Regions from separate parts of the Mus musculus genome. Here region 1 is linked to region 2. The links are chromatin contacts, called in public Micro-C maps. All regions are on one chromosome and are shown on one strand. The core of a region is the stretch at or near the end of the contact, and the rest is flanking DNA. Distances in the headings are between cores, read along the strand shown.

Region 1 (4,542 bases), core at 809-3,308, 350 kb before region 2:
TTTGCGTGTGTGAGATCGAAAATCTTAAGACATTAAAATGTATAAATAAAACAACTTTGGCAAAAAAAAAATCACAAAAGAAATCTACAGTATTTATAACTACATACAGAAACAGAAGGGCAGAGGTCAGCAGGAACACGCCCCCTCAGAGCCTTGCTGGCTGAATCTTTGCTATGGATTCTTTAAGAACACTTCCCAGTTGAAAGCAAAATTTCCCATAGAAAGCTGAGTTTGAAGCCTCAACCTTCCCTTCCTCTCTCCCAGTTTCCTTTCACACTGAACTCCAAAGCACTTTACCTGTTGACTGAATATAGAACTTTCCAACCTTGCGGAGTCTTGCGGATACAGACCCCTGTGTGATTTGGGACCTTGCGGAGTCTTGCGGGTATAGACCCGTGTGATTTGGGAGCCCGGAACAGCACACCTACTTGCCTTTGTGGGTTTGCTTTATTTGGGTTTTTGAGCCCAGATCTAGAGTTAATATCTAGGATTCCAGCTTGAGTAAGCTTGGATCTCTTGACGGTGGAGTGCGAGCGAGATTTTGGCTTGGTAAACTGGAGGGCATATATGGAATTCTGTGCCTGGACCCTGTCCTGTGAAGTCTTGAAGGAGATTCTCGCTCGGAACATGTGTTGCTCCACTCTCAGAGGCCGCTGGCTTCGGGAGAAGTTGATGTTAAGTAAAAGAATAAGATCGGGTTTAAAGATGCATGTTGTTTTGTTTTGTTTTGTTTTGTTTTTGTTTGTTTTTAAACAATCTGTCTAGAGGCACTGGCTTTTCGAGTACAAGGGCAAACGTGATCATGTATGTCGCTTGGTAACTTTCCAGGCTACACTTATTTACACAGTTACTTAAGACAACCATACAAAAGAGAGAACGAAGCTTGCACTGCTAAGGGGTGGCGTGTTAAGTTAGATATTGAAAATGCACTGTCTGAGCTAACTACCACTGATAAGCTTTAAGGCGCAGAAGCCGACCCTTAGTTCACTAAAAAATCTAACTGGCATTCCTATTCTGTCCATACGAGCTCTTTTTTTAAATTTATTTTTCCCTGTTTTTCTTTTTTTTTTCTCCTTTTAGATTTTTTTTTTTTGTAAATATCACCACTTCATTCTCCCCTTCCATAGCTTTAAAAACATAAATTAAAACATGGAGTCTTGTTTATAGTGGCCCTTGTGTGTAGCTTAATGGTTTATAAAAGACAAATGGTTGCAGAGTTAAGCTTAAGAAAAGAAAGAAAGAAAAAGAAAATGTGGGCTTGCTTTTTATCAATACAGAATAAATATATCCCCCAGATACTCGGGGGTTACAACTTTAACCAACACCCTGCTCTGGCAGACCCCCTTTCCAATTTCAGTATTTGCAAGGTCGGTGATTTTGTTTAAAAATCTGCAGTTATTGTGTGATTCCTCTTAAAAAGGCCTGAGTTAAAAGTTCCACTCTGGGACTCATGTCAGATAACTTTCGTAGCAGAATCCAACCTCTTCATTAATAAAATTCTTCAAGGCAATTCTTTCACATGGGAGGGACAATCATGCCAGATATCGCTACGAAGAGAAAAGACAGAAGTCAACGGTTTTGCATCCAAACATTTCACAAGGGAGGGGAGACACAATAATTAAAAACAAAAAAACCCAATCCACACGTGACATTGGTAGCTGAATGTTACCCAGATGCCCTTGCATCTTTCGGGGAATGAATTGTGTCATAAAATATACATGTACCTTATTAAAAATGTTATACATGTATATGTGTCTCTAACAGGGTATCCTAAACATTTCTCTAAATCTGACTTCAATTTTAAGACATAGCTGGAGAGTTGCATAGTTAGAATACCATTGGGAAAGTTGCAGCCTCAGACTTTGCAAAATAGTGAGAATTTTCAGTTTGTCATTTTGCCTCCACCCCCCCACCATCACATACGAAGTATAAAATAAAGGAATGGCCCGCTGTAACTGCCAACAATTTCTGCGAACAGTCTCTCCTTATGTTCTGTATTAGCATGAAAATTAAGCAACAGAGCAACCATCTGAGGGAGGGCCTTCCCTTCAGCCCTAGCTGGAAAAGGACGCCAGCCACAGCACCACAGCAGGCATTGTTCACAGGGAAAGCTGAGTCCTGGTTGGAAGAGAGAGCCTGTTTGCCGGACACTGTAGAATGCCTCTCTACTCCCAGGATTTCTGGAATGACCTGAGCATGGCTACTAGGGAAAACATGTAGCCTATGAAGGGAAGACCTGTTTTTAGTCAACCCTATTTTTATTTTAGAGTTTGGAGTTAGGAGCTGCACGGCCATGTTTAGGAAATGCTGCCTCATGCCTGCCCACTTCAGAGCGCATTCCTCTGAGATGGCTAATTCTCTGCCTGACCCTCAGCCTCCATGGCTGGAACATGAAGTGAACTGCAGCACTCAGGAGTTAGTGAACGTTTAAATAGAAGCAGAGCGCCTGGGTCTAACCCCCCAGCCCAGGCAGGGTCTAACCCCAAGGCAGATTACCCTCTGCCTGTGAACTACCATTTCTGCTTCTTGGATCTAGCTGAAAGCACTGTTAAACTTCTCTGGTCTGTGTTTGCCCCTACATCAAATAGACACCATTCCAATAGGGCACATTTAACAGAAAGAGTGTGAAAAATAGGGGTTTGCTATAGGAAAGATGGTGTGGTAACTTGAAAATAGACCAAGCCAAGAGAGATGCCTGTGTAAAACCAAAGACAAGGCTTTCTTTGGTTAACAATGATAACACGGAAAGAAAAAGAAAAAAGAAAAAAGCCTTTTCTTTCTTTCCTTTTTATTGACAAATCTAAACTTAAGTGAATATTCTCATCAGTGATTAATGCCTGCACTAATCACTAATGAGGAAATTGGACCTCTTTCCCTTCCTTTGACTAAACCATCATGTGTGGAAAATGTTCCTTAAAATAAAGGAACCCCATTGGCACAGATGGACAGAGGGAGACCAGGCCATGTACCCCCCCCACATTACTCTGGCTTCCCTACCCCAACCCCTGACATTTTAGATTCAATTAAAAGAAAAACCCAAAAGTATTTTGCCAAACACTTTTTCCGTTAATTTTTAAACCCATCTGTATTCGCAAGGAAATTCAATCCACATGTTTCTGATTCATTTACACGTAAATCATCCAAATGTTGTTTTGCAAGAGCCCCTTTGCAGTCCAAAAGCTCCTGGAGTCCTTTCCTAAACCCTCATAAGCCTTTCTTTCTTTCTTAGAAACAGGAAGTCATCTTTTGCCAAATGCAGCCTGACTTAAGCCCCCCACCCCCGCCACCCAAGACTTGGGATCAGTTGGAAAAGCAGTGCCCTTAAGAGCTGAGAGAGCCCTAGACTTCATTGAACTTGGGTGAGGGGGGGGGGGGGCTTAGTATTTAAACCCTGGGCCTTAACTTGAGAGTTCCAGATGCTGCAGCCTCTTGTACAAGGATTGGCAGCTGGGGGGGGGGGGGAGTCCCTCAGTGTGCTGGCTCAGTATCACTTTGGGTCCCTAAGCATGTGCCGGGTGGATCCTCTACCCTTTAATAGATAGCAGGAAGTAAAGCCTAAATAGCAGGAAGGTGAAGCTTGTAGTTAATGAAGCTAGTCTCTCCTCCTTTCTATTAAATAAATAAATAAATAAATAAATAAATAAATAAATAAATAAAAGTAAATAAAAAATACTATGTTGCTGGTGGACGGGCAGTCTCTGTCCTGCCCAGGACAGCTCAGGGAGTGTCCATATGATCTAAAGTAAAGCAGAAAGCTGACAAATCTGCTGTTTTAGCCCATGTATTCTTAGATGTGTCCATTGTAACCTAGATGGACACTTACCCTCTGGGCCCTAGGAAAACATCCTATGAGGGTCACATGAATTAAAAAAAAATTAAAATAGTGTTTTGTTACTCAAATAATTTCTTAGGTTGGTTAGATTTAAGCATCTTCATAGGTTTCCATTAAAGTTCCCCACCAAATTCACTGGTGTGCTGGTACACTTCTTTTTTGGTAGTTATAAACCCCATACCCTTGAGAGACTCAGCTGGCACTTGAGTGAGCAGTGTCCTGGACAGGAAATGGGGCATGCCTTCTGCAAAGGGCTTGTAGCATCCCCTGGGATGGTGGCTCAACGAGGTTTCTGAATTCTTTGAAGAGAATTTAGAGTTGTAGAAGTTTTCAAACATGATTTCCCTGGCTTATAAATGTTTGCAAATAGGTGGTGTTAGTATCAAATATACTTAAGGGGCACTATGGGATGAGCATGGCTGGTCCCCACTCTGTAAACAGTTCACAGAACATAAGTCTAACACAAGATCTATTACCCTCTAAGCAAGGCCCACAGTTACTTACTTACACGTTTTTGTAAAGGGTTACTGCACCCTACACTTTTCTTACACAACAAAATGCTAGCCATCTGTGGCCTGAGTCTAGGCACCTCAAAGGAGGCCCTCCCAATAAAGAAACCTCACTGCATGACTACATGGCAATACTGGGTCTAGAAGCTGTTTTCCTATCTGTGCTGCAATCTGAAAATTAATTATGTGGGTGAGAGGGAT
Region 2 (4,273 bases), core at 1,488-3,987:
CTCAACTGGTAGCATCTCTGCCATGTCTAAATGCAAGCAACAGCTCTCAATTCAGAGCGCATTCCACTAGGAAGCCATTTTTGTAAGTTTAACACATCCATTCTATCTGCTTTCAGACATTAAAGTATTTGGAAGCACAAGGGAATTTGGTTTATTTGTGATGATTTCTTAAAAGAAAAAAACAAAGAAGATACACAAAGATATAATCAGACCTGTTAAGATTTAAGTCGTTGGTCCAAAAATGGCCAGACAGTGGATGGAGGTCAGCAGGAAGATGTAATTCTTGACCACAATTTAATTGCATCTCTGAAGCAAGATGTAAAACTGAGTTTCCCAAGTCAGGCGAGGCATTTTAGGCAGGCCTCCTAGGTTCATCATATATGGGCTGAAATGGCCACTTCTTCCTCCTTCCTCTGAGAGGTAGTTACCCTATCCCCAGGTTGCAAGCTCACTGTTCTTTGACTTTTGGAATTATCTCCCTGTGGTTCCAATTAAAATGATGCCAAGGGTTAGAAATTTCTCCCTGTATCTTCCCCATGACTTCTGTCCTTCTCTTGGTCATTCAAAAGTGTGAGACAAGCTGCAGACTTGGACAAAGCCATATACCAAAGGGCTTTGGTGTATGTGAAACAACAGTGCCCCATCTCTTTCTTTTCTGTATGATTTTTTTTTCTTTTTCCTTTTTCTTTTTTCTTTTTTTCAGAACTATATTCTGCAACAATACCTCATTTCCTTTAGTGTTATTTTTGGAAAGGACCATTTATTAAGTTCATTTAGGCTTAACTATAAGGTAATTTTAAAACTGAAGGATATACTCTGAAAATTACCAAGTTCAATATTTATGTAAGTCAGTACCTTCCAGAAAAAGATAACAGCCAGAGACAACTGCTGAAGGGGAGATGTCTGAAATTGGAAGACTCTTTATAAAATTCCTACTGCAAAATGACTATTGATGAAATAGCTCTGACAAAAGAAAGAAAAATGTCATTTTTTTACAGTGTTCTGACATAGTATGAACAGCGTAGTTTCAGTCATGTGAGGTGTGTGAACTTTTAAGGGTTAAGACAATTTTAGGATGGGACACTGTAGGGGTTCCTCCTCCCAGGGACTGTCATATCTTCTTACAAACAACTTAACTAGTGTTGAATGCCTTGTTGGAGACGTGGAGCTCAGAGCCTTCCTAGCACCCAGAGCCAGAAAGTGTAAGTTGCACCCTTCCCTGAGGTTAATATCACAGACGGTGAAACGGATAGCAGTGTGAGACCCAGACAATCCAGAGAGTAGCAGAAAAGTCGATGGAAACTGAGCCAGGGACTTGGCTTATGATCCTGGTTTTAGGGCTACTGACGGCTTTGGGCAATATTGCTGTATTTCTCTTGACCTCAGCTTTTCCATCTTTAAAAATGAAGGGACTCGACCAAATTCTCTGAGAGTCAGTCTAGATGGAAACCTGGCTTCATTCTCTTTCATTTGAAAAGCATTTTAGATCTGTTTGCCCTAAATTTACGTTCTCCATCCAAATTTTAGGTACACAAAACAGCAAGAACACCCAAAAAACCCTGATGTTGTAGAAACTAAAGTGATAAGGCTTAAAGAGCTCTGCTCGTTCAAACAATCAAGCAAACAAACAATGGTGAATCCCCAACACTCTGTCTTATTCCTTTAAGGGCTGTGTGGCTGAGTAGTTTTTTTTTTTAAGGGCTGTGTGGCTGAGTGGTTTTTTTTAAGGGCTGTGTGGCTGAGTGGTTTTTTTTTAAGGGCTGTGTGGCTGAGTGGTGTGGCTGAAGTGTTTCCCATTCCTGTTATTCTGTCTGTGTAAAGATCAGTGGTCCTCAGCTAAAGATATGTGAGTCTAGCTATAGACGTCTCTGTATCCACCAGAATTGGCAGAGAAAACCTTTCCTGCATTCTCAAAAGTCAGACCAATGTTGGTTATTTTTTTTTTTTAAAAACCTGGCTGTTTAATTAAACCTCAGAGAGACTTTTCTAGATATGCAAACAGGTTTTTCTCTAACTTTTTTTTTAATAGTCTATATCAGGGATGTAGGGTTTGTCCGTAAGCAAATATTTTGAAAATGACCGGAGACCTGTATTTCTTTTCTATTATTCCCCATTACTGTTTTAAGTCCATCTGCAGAAGAAAAAAAAAGATATAAAATGTAAAAGGTTCTCTGCGGTAGAGAGTATAGGAGAAAAACTCCAAACTCAAAGAAGCTCCAAGAATCTTCCAATTTACCCTCAGTCTTGCTTAGAAACAATATAAATGAAGCTTCCAGCTAGAGAATCTAGAAGTTTCTCTTTACCACAATGACAGTGATGTATAAGGCAGTCCCCAGGAGGCCTTTATAACAGAGGAAAAAAAAACAAAAAACAAAAAAAACGGCCTCTTCATATTCTGCTTTCCACAGGCCTCAAAAAGATCTTTCTAGAAGCCCACTGCAGTGGCACCCTTGGAATCCCCCAGAGAATACAAAAAACAGTCCAGATCAAGCCAGCCAAAGTGGAGAAAGGGGTCACACAGATCTTGGGCTGATTTCTTAATCTTTGGCTGTGGCTAGAATTTTCCTCGTGGGTGATTTCCACACTCTTTAGACCTTGATTCATACTTCATTCAACACTCCTCGCCCTGGAGAGAACTCAGGGAATACTGACACGCTTGTGTCAAGCACCCTCCAAACAGGGAACAGAGTGAGGGAGAGGCCTTTCCCAGTGTGAGGGTCTCCGTAGCCAGAGTATGTGAGTAAGTCAGTTGTTCTTAGGACAGCCAGTCCCTTGACAGACATTCTGGGGATGTGGCCTCGCTCATCAGGGTCGCAGCCATTTCTGTCAGGCCCCCTTCAGAGAACACATTCCTAGTTTCCATGATTTCCAAGTGGTAACTGTAGACCAGTGGTGCCCATATAGATATAAATAACAGAGAGCTAGCTGAAACCCCTTCTGAGAAGCTGACAGATTCCCAAGCAAACTAACTCCAAGCAGCAGACAGAAATGAGGATTTAAGATGAGAGAGAAGTCTGTAATGGAACAGAGAAATTCATTAGCCTGAGCTTCTAAAATAGTTCAAGGAATTGGACCTAATTCTGCCCTTGTTGTTTGGGGGATATCATTACTAATGTTGCAGAGACACTTTGAGCCACCATCTATCAGAAGTCTGATGAAAGAAAAAAGCTAACATTTCACAATTAATGTTGGGAGTGCAGCAATTTGAAAGGCCCTGCCCTTCAGAAACTAAACAGCGTTCCACAGAAAGAAAATTACCGCTTCTAAGGGACACAGTTCTGAGAATTATCCAGACTTCCACAATGCTACTCACCCTGCAGTCTATAAGAAATTATTCAAGTATGCATTTAAGTAATTCTGTATTTTAATTTAACCCTTTGAAACATTAATCAAACCATGGCTAATTATAGAAATTAAGGAATTAGACGATGGAATCTTCTAAAAGATATTATTTAAAAGGCAGTTTATACAATTACTTGTATAGATGTTTGCTTTAAAGAGGAAAAACAGTTCTACTGTAATGAAAAGGGTCTTAGAAAATTAAATTAACAAGGGGGGACCAGGCTGATATGAAACTAAATTAGCATCAAATGCAAATTACAGGGTACTTAATGGTAGAAACAGGTGCAGAGAAGAACTCTAAATGAGATAAATGAATAAAACATCCTTCCCCACAAATGTGGAAGCTGACACAAAGTCAATGACATGAATAATTCAGCAGCCTCCACACTGCTGTTGAGGTCAGCCTGCCTTGACCTTTGAAACAGGAAGTAAAATTCAGTTCAAATTTGACTGACTGGAAATATAACAGTTATTTGGTTTTTTATATATTAAAAAAAAACCCACATAATTTTTTTTCAAAAGACAGACATGGGAAATATATAATAGAATTTAATTTGATCTAAAGTCATTGGTTAAACAAACAAACAAACAAAAAACCCTCATTAGGTAAGATTTTACCCAAATCATGTTTCAATATGGAAATCCTAAGAATAAAAATAATTAGAAGTGCATAGACCAGATCCTCAGTATATTGATCAAACTCCTTATGGGAATACATTCTAGGTCTTTTCCCCTGCCTTCATATTATTTTATTTTGTTGATATTAGTATATAAAAAAGCATCCCATGTTTTTAAGGCACAAATTTTTTATTAGTAATGCAAACTTATCTCTTACATTTGTGAGATTAAAATTTAGCTAAGCTGAATTTGAACTGTGTGAATATGCTTCATTTAAAATCTTCATTCTGACCTAATAGATACTACACTCTCC

What was found. Hi-C and Micro-C count contacts between places; a contact is called where the count stands out from the background.
Region 1: a Micro-C map of brown adipocytes shows a contact between it and region 2, with 2.4 times the contacts expected there. The contact joins two enhancer-like sites. A contact is called at or near these places in 4 of 39 promoter capture datasets (the 3T3-L1 cell line, 3T3-L1-derived adipocytes and hippocampal neurons), 1 of 15 datasets of contacts at CTCF or cohesin (large pre-B cells), 1 of 484 Hi-C or Micro-C datasets (brown adipocytes) and 8 of 115 datasets of contacts at active chromatin or transcription factors (the 230-238 cell line, craniofacial prominence, differentiating embryonic stem cells and 5 more).

The regions. Positions count from the first base shown.
Region 1 is chr11:45,001,722-45,006,263 of GRCm38.p6, reverse strand. Ebf1 (early B cell factor 1) reads right to left here. Exons shown (of 16, transcript NM_007897.3): 16 at 1-1,547. The coding sequence ends at 1,516. Among named protein-coding and RNA genes, the nearest start is that of Gm51859, 85 kb to the left of the region's middle. Within about 2 kb of position 2,058, at least 45 of the 459 cell types and tissues checked have an H3K27ac peak or open chromatin away from gene starts, as enhancers often do. A contact at or near this core is called in 3T3-L1-derived adipocytes and brown adipocytes, where this site is marked.
Region 2 is chr11:44,656,510-44,660,782 of GRCm38.p6, reverse strand. All of the region lies in intron 6 of Ebf1 (early B cell factor 1), which reads right to left. Among named protein-coding and RNA genes, the nearest start is that of Ebf1, 41 kb to the right of the region's middle. Within about 2 kb of position 2,737, at least 22 of the 459 cell types and tissues checked have an H3K27ac peak or open chromatin away from gene starts, as enhancers often do. A contact at or near this core is called in 3T3-L1-derived adipocytes and brown adipocytes, where this site is marked.